Regions from separate parts of the Mus musculus genome. Here region 2 is linked to region 1. Evidence: chromatin contacts called from public promoter capture Hi-C data. All regions are on one chromosome and are shown on one strand. Each heading gives the region's core, a stretch centred on a gene start, on an enhancer-like site or on the middle of the called end of the contact. The rest is flanking DNA. Distances are from core to core; before and after follow the strand shown.

What was found. Capture Hi-C pulls out chosen DNA fragments and counts their contacts.
Region 2: a contact with region 1 is called in a promoter capture Hi-C map of liver, with 2.7 times the contacts expected there. The contact joins two enhancer-like sites. A contact is called at or near these places in 1 of 39 promoter capture datasets (pre-B cells) and 1 of 9 other capture datasets (liver).

The regions. Positions count from the first base shown.
Region 1 is chr2:29,631,594-29,635,385 of GRCm38.p6, reverse strand. All of the region lies in intron 1 of Rapgef1 (Rap guanine nucleotide exchange factor (GEF) 1), which reads right to left. Among named protein-coding and RNA genes, the nearest start is that of Rapgef1, 14 kb to the right of the region's middle. Within about 2 kb of position 2,190, at least 203 of the 459 cell types and tissues checked have an H3K27ac peak or open chromatin away from gene starts, as enhancers often do. A contact at or near this core is called in liver, where this site is marked.
Region 2 is chr2:32,246,992-32,250,783 of GRCm38.p6, reverse strand. It overlaps Pomt1 (protein-O-mannosyltransferase 1), which reads right to left. Exons shown (of 20, transcript NM_145145.2): 12 at 3,155-3,247; 13 at 2,073-2,169; 14 at 222-314. Among named protein-coding and RNA genes, the nearest start is that of Uck1, 11 kb to the left of the region's middle. Within about 2 kb of position 1,858, at least 19 of the 459 cell types and tissues checked have an H3K27ac peak or open chromatin away from gene starts, as enhancers often do. A contact at or near this core is called in liver, where this site is marked.

The sequences.
Region 1 (3,792 bases), core at 941-3,440:
CTGCTATGGATCATAATGTAAATTTTTTTAGAGATAGAAGTTTGTGGAGGGGGTTGTGACCCACAGGTTGAGAACCAATGCCCTAGAGGGACTAGACTGCCCAGGACATTCCAAACTGGAGATCAAGAGGGTGAAGAGCCTGCAACTGTGGGCTGGGAGGAAGTGAGGTTCTGGGAGCATCTGGACAGGACCTGTCAGCATTTACCACCACACTGTGAGAGGGCTGATGTGCTGTGTGGCTTCCAATGCAATTTAAACTCTGAGTTCAAACTACACGCTTAGTTTTAAAATGTCTTGTTTACCAACATGACTAATACATCATCCTAATTAATTAACTACTATCCCAAGGCACACTATGCATTAAGTGGGAGATCCATCAGTTTGTTCACAGTGGCTAAACTCCTGGCCACCTTCTTGTCAGAGCTAATTGGACAGCTGCCGAGTTCTCCCTGTAGTCTACTAAGGAAAGCAAGCCTTGCTCACCCTGCTCACTCTCATAATCATCTTTAGGCTACAATTGCTTTGGGAGAATGTTTCAAGCCACTTTCCACATTACCAGGGTGTGTTTTAGTGATAGGCAGGGCTTCTGTTTCGCTCTCCCATGTGCCAGCAGGATGAGATATCTGAACCATCAGGGCTGCATTCTGTCACCCATTTCTAATGAGTTCCTGAGCGATGCTGCTGGGGAAGGGCACCCTCTAGCCACTGTTCCTGTGGAGAGGTACGGGAAAGGCACAGGGGTCTGATCTCAGCAGTAGGAAGCTGCCCTTAGAACAGCAGAATGACAATAGTCGCACACTTGTGCCCTCCCAATACCGTTGTTGCCAGGAGGGACAGCAGTATTGCTATTAGGTATCAAACTGAAGCCCTGATGATCCAAGCAGCCTGATTTCAATCTTCAGGACCCACAGGATGGAAGGAGAGAACTGACCCCTTCACGTTGTTCTCTGACCTCCACATGCATAGGTGTATGCACACTTGCGCACGCACGCACACACACACACACACACACGCACACTCAAAGTACTACTATATGTTTTTAAGAGCATTACAAACATTTTTAAAAAGAGACTTAATTTGACACAAATCCTATTCTTGTCTCCATCTACTCCAAGAATAGGAAGTTAAGATTGCCTAATCCTCCTAGGAGGATGAACTCTAGTTGTCTGCACACATTCAATGTTTTCAAATCCAACTCTTCCAGATTGCGATGCTTACCAGCTTGGAGTAAAAGGAATGTGGAAATAACAAATGTTTGTGGGAAGAACAGAGTGGAGATTTCAGACTCTCATGAGAACCCTCTAGAACTAAGCCTATATTTCTGAGCTGGTTCTCTCAGAGGAACCTGGTCCCTCTGCAATACAAGCTGTGTGTCTATGTTTGTGACAGTATTTCCTATCTGCCCCAGGATGCTGAGAGGGTGGGGTTCTGGAACAGAACCCTGAGGAAATCGGGAGCAGGCCAAGAGGAGCAGAAAACACTTCACCTGTGAAGGTCTGCATGAACAAGGGCCTTCACTGATTTTCTTACTGTGAAGCCATAGCAGGGCAACATTTATAAGCAAAGATCAGAACCCAATTCTTGGACCGCTGTGTCTCAATAAGGCACGGTGGCACCCACTTGTGATTCCAGCACCAGCCTGGGCTCCAGTAGCAAGGAGCTCAGATCTGAGTAGGTATCCAAGCCCCTCCTGACATAGTTCCTACAAAACAGGCACTTGGGAACTCAGCAGAAGATGTCATCACGCTCCAGTGTGTCCCTGGATATATACTTTCTTGAAGCTTAACTTTGGATTCCAAGTGTGCTGTTTTACAATCCACTCTGCTAAAGTATCTGTTTCCTGAGAAGTGTTATGAAACAATCTTACATTTGCCTGCTTATCACCAGGGACCAGGACTGCGGGAACCTGTAATGATACCCATTGGCCAGAGACTAAGTTAGTAATCTTAATTTTGAGCTCTGCAGAGGTACTGTCCATCTAACAGGCCCAGAAGGGCTGGAATTTCTGAGGAAGCCTTGGCCTTGCTTCCGTCTAGATTCCCCTCCCTCTGCCCCTCCCATGAGCCAGTCATATTTTCTTAGGAATGTGGCCAAGAGCTTGGAACCCAGCCAGAGGTTCACAGTGCCTGCCGCCTGCACCGTCAACCAGAACAGTTGCCCAGTGTGCACCCTGAGAAGTCTGGGCTTCAGTAACTGCTGACAGCACCCAGCACTCTGTGCCAGACTACGGCAAGCCTCAGGTGAAGCCCAGCTACACACTCGAACCCTGAAACTTCCATTAACCAGGAGCATAGCTTGACTCAGAGCCTGACCCTGAGGAGGGGGCTGGGAGGGGGCCTACCAGAGTTGGAAAGCCCAGATACATGGTAGCAAGAACCTTATCCAGTGGTCTAGTATCTGCCCTGGCTTCAAGGGTTCCTGAACACACAGGTTCCTCAAGGGCTAGACCCAACAGAGGAGCCACTGTACCCAGACGGCCCTTTACCTAGTCCCTCTCAGCCCATCAAGCAGTACACATGGTCACTAATGAAGCCACTACACACTTCTGTTTTAAAACTGTTTTGACATAATTTATTGTGTAAAGCTACATCTAAGAATAAATATGTTTAGGTAAATAAATGCTAACACTTTTGTATCCATAGCAAAGTTTGAAACCTATGAGTGTGAGGATAGGGCTCTGGGCAGAATGCCATTAAAACAAGTGTGGTAAAATGTGTTTAAAGTGACTACCTGAGCCATGCGATGCTTAGATCCACCACAAACCCCATGCTGCATCATCACCAGCTACACAAGATCTTCACCATGCAAAGTGGACTGTCTGGTAACCACCAACTCCACCTCTCCCCTCAGCTAGCCCCTACCACTCGGCTTCATCATTCTCATTTTTACCAAGTTAAGATCCCATGAAAGTGAAGTCACATGGTGCTTGCTTCGCTGACTTCTTACTGCACTTGGCACAATGCCCTCAGGTTTTATCTACAGAGTAGCACTTCAGACAACACTTCTCTTTTTTAAAGGCTGACTAATACTCCACAATGGAGAGAAACAGCTTGTTTATCTATTCACCCCTGTACAGCATCTGAGGTGCCTCTACCTCTAGGTGATAATGAGTAGTGCTGCTATAGAGGGGAGGGAGGAGGAGAGATGGAGAGAAGGGAGGGGGTGAGGAAGGGAGTGGGTAGGGACTGGGAGGGTTCTCTTCAAGACCCTGCTTCCTGTATTGTGTGGTGAGTCTTGTGGTCTTAGACTTCACGTCCTGCCAATTTAAGGTTTTACTTTTTGCAAGATGTTCTCCAGCCGGGCGTGGGGGCTCACGCCTTTAATCCCAGCACTCAGGCAGAGGCAGGCGGATTTCTGAGTTCCAGGCCAGCCTGGTCTACAGAGTGAGTTCCAGGACAGCCAGAGTTATACAGAGAAACCCTGTCTCGAAAAAAAACAAAACAAAACAAAAAAACAAAAAAAAAACAAAAAAACCAACCAAACAAACAAACAAACAAACAAACAAAAAACAGAAAAAGAAAAAGAAAGAGAGAAAGAGAGAACGAAAGAACGAAAGAAAGAACGAAAGAAAGAAGTGAGCCATCCCTGGTTGGGGCGTGTTCTCACTGCGCTTTTGAATAGGTTTCCCTGGTGATTAACAGTTCTGTGCATATTCATGAGCTCACTGGCTGTTTTCACCTTTCTTTGAGAAGATGTCAATGTAAGTGTTTTGTCCATTTTTAAAGATTGAGCTGCTTTTGTAGGTCCCAGGCCATCCTTTATCTGTTCCTCCGAGAAACACAGAGATGGCTA
Region 2 (3,792 bases), core at 609-3,108, 2.6 Mb before region 1:
AAAACCAAGAAAGGCAATGAGCATGACAGAGAGTCGGCTGACCCCACTGCTGTGTCAGCAGGTCCCTGCCCCAGGTCTTCCTAGGATTCTTCTCCCCCTGCGTGTACTATAAAACAGGGAGATGTTCATCACTTGGCAGCTATGTGAGCACAGGCCTGAACAGCTCCAGGAATAGTCTGGGTGAGGCTAGGCCTGACAGGCATACCTGAGCTACCCTTTACCTTCAAGATGGCGGATGTGTTCACATGTACAAAGCGCACTTCCGACAAGATAGTCTTCCAGGTATCCCGGTTGGACTCTCTGTTCACAATGTCCTGCAGAACCAGAACCTGTCAGCCTGGGGGGCTGGCAGTGGAGCACTTGCCTAGCATTGGTGAGGCCCTGGGTTGCATCCCCAGCACCACAAACCATATAAACCTAAATATGACTAGTCACTTGTGCATCCCTTTGCAGATCGTACGTGTTAAATAGCTACCGAAAGACCAGACACCCATGGCTTCTTGGCCTTTTGCCTAAGATAAGTGAGGAGCAGTCACACAGCTATGGAATCAGTTTGGTCTGGGCTAAGCTCTCCAGCAAAGGAAGCACAGGTCGCTAGCTAGTCCTTGGCACTACAGACCCTCCATGACCCCATACGCCCTTTACAACACAGCATTTGAGCTAGCCACGGGGACTCAAAAGATACCTATTCAGACAAGAGGACACAGAACTCTAGCCAAAACAGGGATGGTTCCTAGACAAGCCATCCTGGGCCAGGCAGCCGCTCCTGAGGCCTGCTCCCCTTTCTGGAGGCTCCATCTGACATGGGTAAGTGGTACTCAAAGGGCTGCTAGGAAGGGGGCAGGGGCACAGGTCAGCAATGGAGCCACTGGCAGCAAGCTGGCAGGGAGGTCAGTGAGACTCAGTGCCATTCCTCCTGAGACAGCTTCCAACGAGAAGGGACGCCGGCCTTTTATCAGTCAGGCCCACTCGGGAGGGATTAAGCAGCAGGATGGAAACGGCCATGGAAGTGTGCCGCACATCCAAGGGGAAAACAGGTAAAGGTGGGTCAGGTGTGCCAATGAAAGCAGCCCCCCCAGACAGACCTGTGCTGGCGAAGGCAGTAAACTGGCATGGTGCTACCTAGGTAGGCTGTGGAGAGCTTTTGGGACCGCTTGGTAGGAATTTGACATTGGGCCAGGACGAGGAAGTAGGCTTCAGGCAAGAATAACACTTTGGGCCAGGACAGGGAAGGAGCACTAGCAGGAGCCAGGAGAGCAGATGACTGTCACCAGAAGGACACTGTCGCAGTGAAATCGCCCTCTGATGGCCAAGGCCCTCACCAGGAAACTGCTTGTGCTCCTGTGGGCTATGGGTAAGAACTGGCTGGGAGGCTTCCCCTGGGACACAGGAGTGGCGGAGGCTGCCATGTCTGTGGTGGGAGGGTGTCTTACTTAGCTTTAATTATCAATGTGACACAGCCCAGAGACTTTTGAGGAGGGAGTCTCAACTGAGGGGCTGTCCAGATTAGACTGTCCTACTGGCATATTTGTGAGGGAGTTACCTTGGCTGTTACTTGCTGTGGGAATGCCCAGCCCATTGTGGGTGGTTCTATTCCCTGGGCAGATCCTGGGCAGGAAAGCCTGAATGTGGGAGTGAGCCAGTGACAGTGCTCCTCCACGGTTTCAGTAAGTTCCTGCCCTGACTCGAAGAGGGGTGGACTGTAGCTTAACCCTTTCCTCTCTAAGTTGCTTTTGACACAGCACCAGAAAGAAACTAGGCCAGAGGGTGAAAAAGTGAACAGTCCATGAGGCAGCTGCAGCTGGAACAGCCCTGACCCGAAAGGCCCTGGCAGGGAAGACACAGCACTTGGAACTTTCCCAATCCATGCCTGAGGCCCAGAGGACTCTCGGCCTGATGAGGTGACTGCTCCCCATTGGGACATCTCAGACTTGCTAAATCAAAGTTTCTTATCCAAGTTTCCATTTGAACCCTTCATCTGAGGAGGCATTCTGGGTACTCTGAGGTAGGGAGCAGGTGCTCCCACTGACCGCCATGAGACCCTGCTGCACCCAGGCCAGCACGGAACTCACCAGTTTCCAGAGGTTCTGGGCAGGCATGGAGATGTTATAGTCAATGTAGCAGGAGACTTCTTGAGAATGGGGGCTCAGTGGGGCTGCGACATCGTGCCTGCAAGAGCAGAGCAGAGCTATTCCTTAGAGTGTCACTAAGGGAAAAACAGTGCCTTTGGAAACCAAGCCTGCTCTGCCTGCCAAGGCTAGGGAAGCTGGCCACAAATGCAGCTCCCACAGAGGCTATGTATCCGGGATGTGGGCCACCCCAAGGCAGGCTTTAATGGTCAACATGACACAGCCTAAAGTCATCTGAGAACCAAGACTCAACTGCAGGACTGCCCAGATCCAACCGCCTTGTTGGTGTATCTGTGAGGGAGGGTCTTCATTGTGTGTGTCCAGAATTGATGTCAAACAATTGGATGGGTGTCACTCACTCTTTGGACAGGTGAGCAAATCTCTGAGAATAGAATGTCTGTTCCAGGAACTGGAAGTCTGAGTCTAAGAACTGGCCCCAGTGTATCACTGGTCTGGCAGAACTCGGAAAATCAGTATAGTACTGTTGTCTCTGGGCGAGATGGGCACAGTGGTCTCACGCTGAGACAGCAGGCTACTCTGTGTGGGTCAGCCTCAGTGTTCACAAGCAGCCTGTCACCTCCAGGCTACTCAGGCAGGACTCACTTCATCTCAGGATGCACCAGGCGCCCGAAGAGGCCCAGCAGTGAGCAGTGGATGATGGGCTGCCAGACAGAGTGAGTGTCAGAATAAGATCTATAGGAGGGACAGTACAGGCAGGTTTCTGGTAAGGTGACCTTAGGTACCCCAGCAGTAAAGAGAGTGGGGAAACCCTGAGGTGCTGTGCTGCTTACTTCAGGGCTACCAGGGAGGCCAAGTGATGGGGTGACACTAGTCAGGGTCACTAGGAGCCTCAGGAGAGCTGAGAGGGTCACTAGAGAGAGGGCTGTGGGCAGAAAAGCCATGAAGCCCACTGTGTATTCTCACGGGAGTGAGGTGGAGGCAGAAGTCAGGATGACGGAAACAGGCTGAGTGGGATGTAGACAGAGTGAAGGAGACCCTGACAGAACAAGCACTGGGGCACTCACGTGTTAAGGAGGCGGGTGGTCATGCCGTGAACGAGCTGTACAATGTCTCCATGTCTTACAGGCCGGGGAGGGTTGTTTACCACCAGCTGGTGTCTAGGAAGACAGTGCTGTCAGGCTGACACGCAGCCCCCTTTTGATAAGCTCTATGGGATGCTGAGACTGAGGTCTCCGAGCAGACACTTGGGAATCGAGGCACTTGTGTTTCCTCTAAAGCTCCTCAACCTAAGGTCACTGCCAAGTGTGATGCCATCTGCCACTGTCACACTATCTATGAAGAATACACTAACTGCTTCCCCCACCTTATATCTTCATGTTGACAGCATACTCTTTTTCATACCTCAAAAAATAAATAAATAAAAATTAAGCGCCTATCTGGGTGGGGGGTACACACCCGCAGTCCCAGTGGTTAGGAGGCTCAGGCTCTTGAGAGGACTGAGAGTTTGAGGCAAGGCTTGGCTACAAGGAGAGATGCTATCTCAAAGACAAAACAGGAAAAAGAAAGACAAAACACAAAACCAAACAAGTAGATAAGCACCCTAACCCTTAGAACTTCTCAAGTCCCCAGTGCTGGGGAAACAGCTGGACAGGACAGACAGGGTCAGGGTCAGGGTGGCCTCACTCACTGTTGTGAGTCAGAA